3 separate regions of the Mus musculus genome follow, and all the other regions are linked to region 2. Evidence: chromatin contacts called from public Hi-C and promoter capture Hi-C data. All regions are on one chromosome and are shown on one strand. Each heading gives the region's core, a stretch centred on a gene start, on an enhancer-like site or on the middle of the called end of the contact. The rest is flanking DNA. Distances are from core to core; before and after follow the strand shown.

What was found. Promoter capture Hi-C pulls out the DNA fragments that hold promoters and counts their contacts. A called contact is a pair of places that touch in the nucleus more often than the background predicts.
Region 1: a contact with region 2 is called in a Hi-C map of CD8 T cells, with 10 times the contacts expected there. The contact joins the promoter of Trip13 here to the promoter of Ice1 in region 2. A contact is called at or near these places in 2 of 39 promoter capture datasets (cranial neural crest and pre-B cells) and 3 of 484 Hi-C or Micro-C datasets (CD4 T cells, CD8 T cells and pre-B cells).
Region 3: a contact with region 2 is called in a promoter capture Hi-C map of pre-B cells. The contact joins the promoter of Mterf3 here to the promoter of Ice1 in region 2. A contact is called at or near these places in 2 of 39 promoter capture datasets (cranial neural crest and pre-B cells) and 1 of 484 Hi-C or Micro-C datasets (CD8 T cells).

Annotation. Positions count from the first base shown.
Region 1 is chr13:73,936,461-73,939,160 of GRCm38.p6, reverse strand. Trip13 (thyroid hormone receptor interactor 13) reads left to right here and starts at 1,394. Exons shown (of 13, transcript NM_027182.2): 1 at 1,394-1,671. The coding sequence starts at 1,580. It overlaps Brd9 (bromodomain containing 9), which reads right to left and starts at 1,333. Exons shown (of 16, transcript NM_001378947.1): 1 at 1,216-1,333; 2 at 513-727; 3 at 164-296. The coding sequence starts at 1,267.
Region 2 is chr13:70,636,335-70,639,034 of GRCm38.p6, reverse strand. It overlaps Ice1 (interactor of little elongation complex ELL subunit 1), which reads left to right and starts at 1,401. Exons shown (of 19, transcript NM_144837.3): 1 at 1,401-1,518. The coding sequence starts at 1,438.
Region 3 is chr13:66,931,813-66,934,512 of GRCm38.p6, reverse strand. It overlaps Mterf3 (mitochondrial transcription termination factor 3), which reads left to right and starts at 1,441. Exons shown (of 8, transcript NM_025547.4): 1 at 1,441-1,578. It overlaps Ptdss1 (phosphatidylserine synthase 1), which reads right to left and starts at 1,683. Exons shown (of 13, transcript NM_008959.3): 1 at 827-1,683. The coding sequence starts at 1,005.

The DNA of each region.
Region 1 (2,700 bases), core at 145-2,644, 3.3 Mb before region 2:
GTAGGTTTTGTAGGACACATATGGTTGGTCTCTGGCATCCATGTGTCTGTTTTACCAGTCTTCAAGAGAATTTACTCATTTTTAGCTTGTGAAATGTCCCCAACAACTAGATAACCACGCTATAGACAAGGTAGGAAACTCATGTTTGGGGACAGGGTCTTGCCTGGCTGTGTTCGGCAGGCTCTCACTGGTCGGTCTGGGGGTGGCTCCACCTCCACCTTCTTTCCAGGGTCGAAAGCATCAGCCTCCCCCTCTGAGTCGCAGTGTTCCTTCTCCCGTTTCCGTTTCTTCTCTTCCTGTAAGTATGGAAGAATAGAGGGCACAGAACAGCCAGAACCCTTTTAGACTGGTAATGCAGGCTCCGCACACGTCTGCGCATTCCCCAGACTGGGAAGAAGAGCCACTCCTGACACCTGACAGGCATCACCTGAAGATGCCCTGGAAGCCCAGAACTGCAGCAACGGTATAGCCAGGCGTGATTAGGGACCCATCTTAGGCCATTGAACCTTTACCTTCCGCTTCCTCCTCTCCTCCTCATCGAGGTGCTTCTCCTTCTCTGACTTTTTCTTCTTCTTTTTCTTCTTTTCTCTGTGTCTCTCCCGTTCGTGGTCTGAGCGATCGTCGTAGTAGCTGGAGTCGTGGCCAGATCCTGAGAGCTCTGTCACTTCACTTCCTCCCACCTTGAGCACCAGCTTCAGAGGCTTCTCCAGTGGCGTGTCTGTATAATCTGCACACAGACCGTACGTAGGTCAAGCTTGCAAAATACTGAGTAGAAATACTGCACCCCTGTGGGTGTGAATCTAGACAGCAAGGAGTTGTCAAAACCACAGACTATGTAATCTCAAACTGACAGATTGGTGTTCAATCCTCTCTTTCAAACCACAAAATCACCACTGAGGATATTCCGAGGGTACAACAACCCGACCTGAGACCCAGGACCCCAATTCCTTCACGGAAGCCCTCTTTTTGCTGCGGGTCTTCCTGGTGTCAGAGAGGAGGTACATAGTGGCTACAGGACCCAAAAAAGAAGCCTATAGCCTCTTCGCAGCAGATTCCCTTTTTCAGCTCTAACCCCGCCCCTCCTACGATTGTCCACTACCTGGCTCTAAGCTCCTCCTTCTCACGGGACCCCGCCCAGCACAGACCACGCCCTTCCCCTGGAACGCCTTCCCCTGCCCGTATCGGCAACCTAGACCCCGCCCGTGGGATCCGCACCTTCGTAGGACGAGCGCCATTCCGCCTTGTGCTTCTTGTGCTTTTTGCCCATGGCTGAGATAGCACGGGATCCGGTGAGAAGCGGCTGCCGGTAGCTCGACCTGCGCCAGTCGGAAGTAGCGCCTTCGCCACCGCCAAGTGCTTCCGGGTCAGGGTGGGGCGGTGCGCAGCGCGCGGCAGATTCGAAGCTCGGTGGGGCGGGGCGGGTTGCAAAGCGCCGAGCGGCTCGGGCGGCGGAAGTGGATTTGGCCGGCCCTTAGCCAAGGTGGATCCTCCTACATCGGAGAAGGCTGTCGCACAGGGCGCAGGGAGGCGACCGCGGCCTCACTCCGGCGGCATTCCCTCGGCTCCCGGCGGCGGCGCCATGGACGAGGCGGTGGGCGACCTGAAGCAAGCGCTTCCCTGTGTTGCCGAATCGCCCGCGGTCCATGTGGAGGTTCTGCAGCGCAGCGGAAGGTGAGCGTATATACGGAGTCCGACCACGCGGGGCGCGACCTGATCCGACCCCACCACGCGTGACTCCGAGTGGCACGACCTTACCCCAACTCTTAGGATTCCACCCCACAGCGTCCCACCCCTCAGTACGGCCCCACTTCGCACGACCTGAACAGCCTGACATGAACCCACCTAGTATGACCCAGCACACCTCCACCCCACTTCAGTTGACCCTAACAGCATGATCCGACTTTGCCCTCCATCCCACCACACATTACTCTTGAGTTTCACCTCTCACATTGCCGCATATCCCATCCAGACCCTACCACCATCCCAGACTATCTGGCAGGACCCCACAGCTCTCAACTGACTGGCCTATGGAGCACAGCCTAACGATGAGCTCCATGTAATAGGACCTGCTAAGCGACAGAAGTGATCTCCAGTCAATTAGGGGTGCAAGGAAGTGCAGTGTCAGTAGAGCAAGTATTTAATTTGCAAAGCCAGAATCCAGTGGCAAATTTCCTGTTACAAAGATTATGTACGTACTCCAGGTTAGACCCTACAGCTATGCATTTTCAGGTTTTCCTTAAAAGGGCTGCTAACATGGATTGAATGCTCATAATGTTTCAGGCTTGTCTCAAACACTGAATTTTTATTAATTTTCATAGTAGTGTGTGAAGAACTAGTGGCACCTCCTTTTTCTAATTAGCCTGAGGGTGGCTGATGGTATGACTGCAGGCCTGGGACCCTACAGTTGATCCTAAGACAGTACACTGCCAAGCCCCATCTTGACTAATGACTTTCTTGTATATGTCTGAGGTCTGAGGGAGGGAAGGTGTGTGTCTGTGTGTGTGTGTGTGTGTGTGTGTGTGTGTGTGTGTGTGTGTCTGAGTGTCTGTGTTTGAAACAAGTTCTTCTGTCTCAGCTTGCATGCTGAAATTACAGCCAGACCTAGCTATACTTTAGTGGGGTTTTTTTTGTTTTTTTGTTTGTTTTTGTCGTTTTTGTTTGTTTGTTTTTTGGTTTTTTTTTTTTTTTCTTGGTTTTTCG
Region 2 (2,700 bases), core at 152-2,651:
CACACCAGAAGAGGGAGTCAGATCTTGTTACGGATGGTTGTGAGCCACCATGTGGTTGCTGGGATTTGAACTCTGGACCTTCGGAAGAGCAGTCAGGTGCTCTTACCCGCTGAGCCATCTGACCAGCCCCTATCGTGGAGATCTTGAGGCATATACTGGCTATGAATCCCAAGAGATTAAGATTGGAAGCTCTCTGAGTTCAAGGTCATCTGGGACAAAGCAAGTCCCAGATCCAGGCATGGTGACACACACCTTTAATTTGGGCCGTATCTTCTGCTAGAGACCTACATAAGGACATTAGATGAAGAAAGATAGGCTCTCTCTTCTTTGCCTGCTTGCCCTGTGGAACTGAGCAACTGCTAGATCGTTGGACTTCCATTCACAGCTGCTGCTGACCATTGTTGGCGAGTTGGACTACAGAGTATAAGTCATCAATAAATTCCCTTACTATATAGAGTCTACCCATAAGTTCTGTGACTCTAGAGAACCCTCACTAATAAATGCAACACTGTTGTTGAGATTGGGACTTTGTAACCAGAAGATGAGGAGCCGCCAGAAACTTCCTAGTAGACAGATACTGATGGCAACAAAGTTTCTGAGGAGAGTGGATACAATGCTAGGATGTCAGCGAGAGTTCAAGCCCTGATTTCAAGTGGCTTTTAAAGCTGAATGAGGATTTCTTCTTTCCACCTCTCCAGCCTAAGGGTGAAGATGACTGGGAAACCGGCTCGAAGGGGTTTGTCTGGTTGGCTGCGTGCAGACACACCCCACACGTTAGTAGCAGAGCATGGAGCCCTAGAGGTTGGCCTCCAGGCGGTGCTCACCCTGCCGCTGCGAGGCACTCCGGGAATTGTAGTTTTTCTTCCGCTCCCTGCCTGTCTACTGGGAGAATAGTGCAGTAGCTCTGCAAGAAGCGTTCGCACTTTCCAAACCCAGGCTCGGGTCCTCCTTCGGTGGTCGGCATGCCAATGACATCGCAAAACCCCCGCCCCTTGGAGGCTGAAGGGATTTAGGCGTCTACACAGGGCCTGTAATGAGGCAGCTGACAGATGCACAGACAGTTCGTGAAGGCAGGCCCTGGCTCTTGTTCATCTCTTCCAAGATGTGTCCTAAGGCTTTGCTTTTTGTACGACCACGCTTCGTTCTGGCTTTTTGATCAGGCGGATCTGCGGGCAGCCCCGACGGGGGGCGGGGCTGGGTGGGGCGGGGACCTCGTGTGCTGTCGTCGCTTTGGGCCCTCGGGGCTGCGCCGCTCTCAAGTGCCCTGGGCTGCTTCGCTGGTCTGAGCCCTAGGCCGGCTCCACGGGGACCTTGGCGCACGCATGGACCTGCCCGCGCCCGGCGGGAAGCGGCCAGGCTGGCGGTGGCTGGGGCGGCGGAGCAGGGCCGAGGCAGCGGGCCCCTGAGCGCGCGCCCTGCAGGCCGGGCCGCAGCACCATGATGCCCGGCGAGACGCACCCGGCGGCGCCCGGGCCAGCCGACCTCGCGCGGTGTCAGGGCTGCGCCTCCCTGCAGCAGGTACGCAGGATCCCTGGCTGACCCTTTTGCGCCGTTTTGGGGGCGGGTGCCGGTGCTTTGTTTAATCACGGACAGAATTGGTTCAGCTGCTGCGATGCCGGCGGCGGACAGAGTGAGCGTGCTCTTCAGGACTCCTCGTCTTCCCGACTCAGGGTTTGCAGGGCCCAGTTTGGTTGGTGGGTGACGCTGTCTACGCGCGGAGGGAATCTTCCTCTCTGTGATGAAGGCCTCCTCGCACTCCTAATTATTTGTTGTTTGAAGGCAAGGGTTTTATGTTGCGTGCCCAGGTCGCTAGACTTCCAAGATTCCGGAACGGAACTGCATTTTAGCTTACACGTATCTATTAATATACTGCCAAGCTTAGCTTTTGTTAAGTAGCATGTTAGTTGTCTGATTAAAATTGTCCAATAAACATACGTGGGTCTAGGTAGTTTGTTACAGTGTCATGTCCTGTTCTTAACAATGGATCGCTGCAGATGGGTTCTAGGTTTTACTGATGCAATAGAAATAGTCCCCAGTGCTCAGGGCTGGAGACTCGCACAGCTTTCTGTCTTAGAGTTCCATTCACCTATTGTCAGTGGCAAAACGGAACTTGCCCTTGCTCCCGTTCAGTTCATCCCCTTTCTACCCAGTGTTCTAAGCACTGTTCATATTCTGGTAAACCACCTGGACACGGATAAGATGAACGTGCGCAAGTACGACTCGACAGGATTTTAGATGTTGGGAAGGAAATAATGGAAGATGTCAGGGGGTTCTGGTGAGGTGGTGTTGAGGCAGTGGGAGTTGTGAATGTTGAAAAGTAGCTCTGGAGATCGGTTTTAACAAGTGGGACGGTTTCTTGATGTTTGATGAGCAAAGCCTGTGGCAGCCTCGGGGTTGGTGAGACGAGATAAGGGATGCAGACTAGCTAGCTATCTGTGGAAGTTTGCTTTTTATTGTAAAGTGCAATGTCTCTGCGCCGATTCGTATGTTCTAGTTGCTTGGAGAATAGGAAATGGTTTGGCACTCTCATAGAGAAGATGGAGAGTCAAGCCATGTTGTAGCTAGGCCACATCGTGTAGGCATCTTATAACCCTCCCCTCCCTTAAAAGATTCTGAATGGAACGCTTCTTTAATGGACCATATTTGTGTTTTGAGCCTATTTACTCAAATTTTTTGATCCCCTGCTAGTTTATAACAATG
Region 3 (2,700 bases), core at 192-2,691, 3.7 Mb after region 2:
ATTTTATGTGTTTTGTTTAGTGTGGTTAGCATTCTCTAGTCTCTAGATAATACACAACTGCTTGCCACTATCCCCTTTCAGCCAGTATTTTAGAGATGCATGAGAGGGCAGGATGTGCCCCTTGTGGTCAGCGGTAGCCTATAGAGTACAGTACATTGGAAATGATGGGTATTGGCTTGTGCTTCATGGGAGGCATCCACTGGGATGTGTGTCAACAGCGACTGCTGATGCTGTGGCATTGAGGTGGTGTTTGAGACTGGGAGAAGAGTTACATTAGATGACTTTGGGAAATGTATATAAAAGGAAAAACAGTGTGGTGCACCTCACATGTACATTTGTGTGTGTGCCTGGTAATACTGAATGCCAGAGGATTTTTCTGTGTATGGTGTGTGTTTTATGTGTGTAGTGTGAGTTGAAGGAGGTTCAATCATGAAATGGTTCATGCCATTTGCTGGAGACAGACCACGGATGAGTGGTTAGAGATCAGAGCCTTCTGATAGTGACAGAGAACGATACAGAGCAAGGGGTGTGGATCACCCAGCTAGGTGACCTGCATGAGTTCCTGGTGTGGTCCGACGTAGTGAATGAGAAAGATGGGATTTGGACATGAGGGGTGGCAGGTGGAAAAGTAGGCGGAGAGGACTGTAAGCCACGCGGTAGGCAGAGGAGCTGTGTGGCCCTTGTGTCCCCGAGCTTGCACGCGTGGAACAGCTACTCACTTCCTTACCACCAGCCACACCTGGCCACCCTCCCCTCTACTGCTTCTCGGTCTGTCGTCTCTGTCCTCCTCTCCCCGGCGCTCCGCGCGACTCCAGGCCAGACTTACCTGGTGAAGGCGAAGTACATGAGGCTGATGATGGTGAAGCTGAGCAGGGTGATGGTGTGCGGCCGGTAGAAGAAGTCTATGGTGATGTCCTCCACTTGCTGCTCGTTGATCATGCGGAAATGCATCCTGTAGTTCACATCATCCTTGCTCAGAGTCCTGCTCCCCACGCAGGACGCCATAGTTCTTCTCCCCGTCCTGCCGCGGCCCCGGAGGCCCCGGCCCTAGAAGGCTGGGACCCCGGCAGCGACGGACCGCAGCAGCGAAGGTGCCTGACGCTGGGGCGGGGTCTGGCACCCTGAGAAGGGTGCTAGCCCAGGGAAGGACCCGCGCGCGAGGGCGGGGTCGCGGCGCCACCACCGCGTCCCGGAGCAGGGGGAGAAGGCAGCCTGAAGAAGCAGCCTAGTAGGGCGACATCGTAGAGCTCTCACCCTCCCCACATTACGGCGGAGTGACTGATCCTGGGAACGCGGCGACCAGCTCCAGGGCCTGCAAACCCCAGGCCAGCTCTGTCCCGGTCCCCCGCGGCGTCCCTTCCCGCGCCGCCGCAGATGGTCTCGCCCATTCGCAGCGCAGCCCACGTGGGGGGCGGTGCCGGCCTAGCGTGGCGAATCGCCGGCTTGCGAAGCTACGGTGCACCGTATCCCCGGCGTAGGTTGCACGGTCGCTGTGAAGCAGGAGCGCGAGACCGCCGCCCGGCCGGATTACTGTCCGGCCTACCTGTACCCAGCAGCGTCCGGGAGCCTCGCGGCTTGGTAGGTATCGGTGACCCGGAGAGGAGGTTCGGGCTCGATCGGTCGGTACCTAAACCTTGTGGTGGCAACGTCGCCGGGCTTGTTCATCAGCTTCAGACTAAGGCCCCGAGGATGTCCCGGCTTCCTGCGGAAGTCCTTCCCGGATAAAGCCGGTTGGTTAAAGAGTCTAAGGACTGCGGCTGCGCTGCCCAGAGGCCCTTTATTACGAAGTGCATCTTTCATCATCGGAGCTCGGGATTAGTTGTAAAGATTTTGAACCTAGAAAAGCCTGTTTCGGCTCTTGTTCCTATTCCTAACAACAAAACAAGAGTGCCCGGTAACCGCTGAGAGCTGGCGTACCCTACTAATGAACTTGAGAGATTTTAAGGATTTTTTTTTTTCTTTTGCCCTCTTAATGTACATACCGTAAGGCGTTATTCACGAGTGCACATCTTTACTCGTTTCTGAGTCCTTTGTGTCTTTATTTGTCCTGGACTCACTTCCACTCAACAAACTGGAACCCTCCAAACCTCTAGCTTGGTGCTGAAAAGACCCTGGGAAGGTGGGTCTCGAGAGGGGGCGGGACTGTGCTGTCCTTCTGCACAGACTATCAATCATTGACATTGCTGAGACAGCAAATTTATGTGAAAAGGAGTGCACTGGCAAGTAAAAGTGGAGGGTGAACATTATTAGTCTTTAGCACTCAGATCTTTGAATGCAAATAGAATTTAACAGAGTCTACTAAATGTGGAAAGGGTATTGAATTTGATTCTGGACAGACTCTAGAATGAAATTGGGGTTCTGGGAGCTGGTTTGTAAGTACCCTAGAGCCCTTATTGTAATCCCCAACATTATAAAAAGTACTTTGATGCTGAGAGTGGACCAGTGTTTTTTTCTAGAATAGCATACGTAAAAGCATGTGGAGAATAGTGTCTGAACCTCCATCATCGTGGGCTACAGTGACATATCCAGTCTTGACTGTCAGGACCCCCACTTGTAGATTGGACCTGCCTGGCTGTGCTGAAGTTTCTCTCGAAGCTTGGTCTTGTCTAGGTGGCACAACTTAGTTCCTACTTTAACTATTTTGGAGATGAGAGGGAGTTTGAGGGGAAAATTGGCAGGCTTGGAAGCCCCTTTCCAACT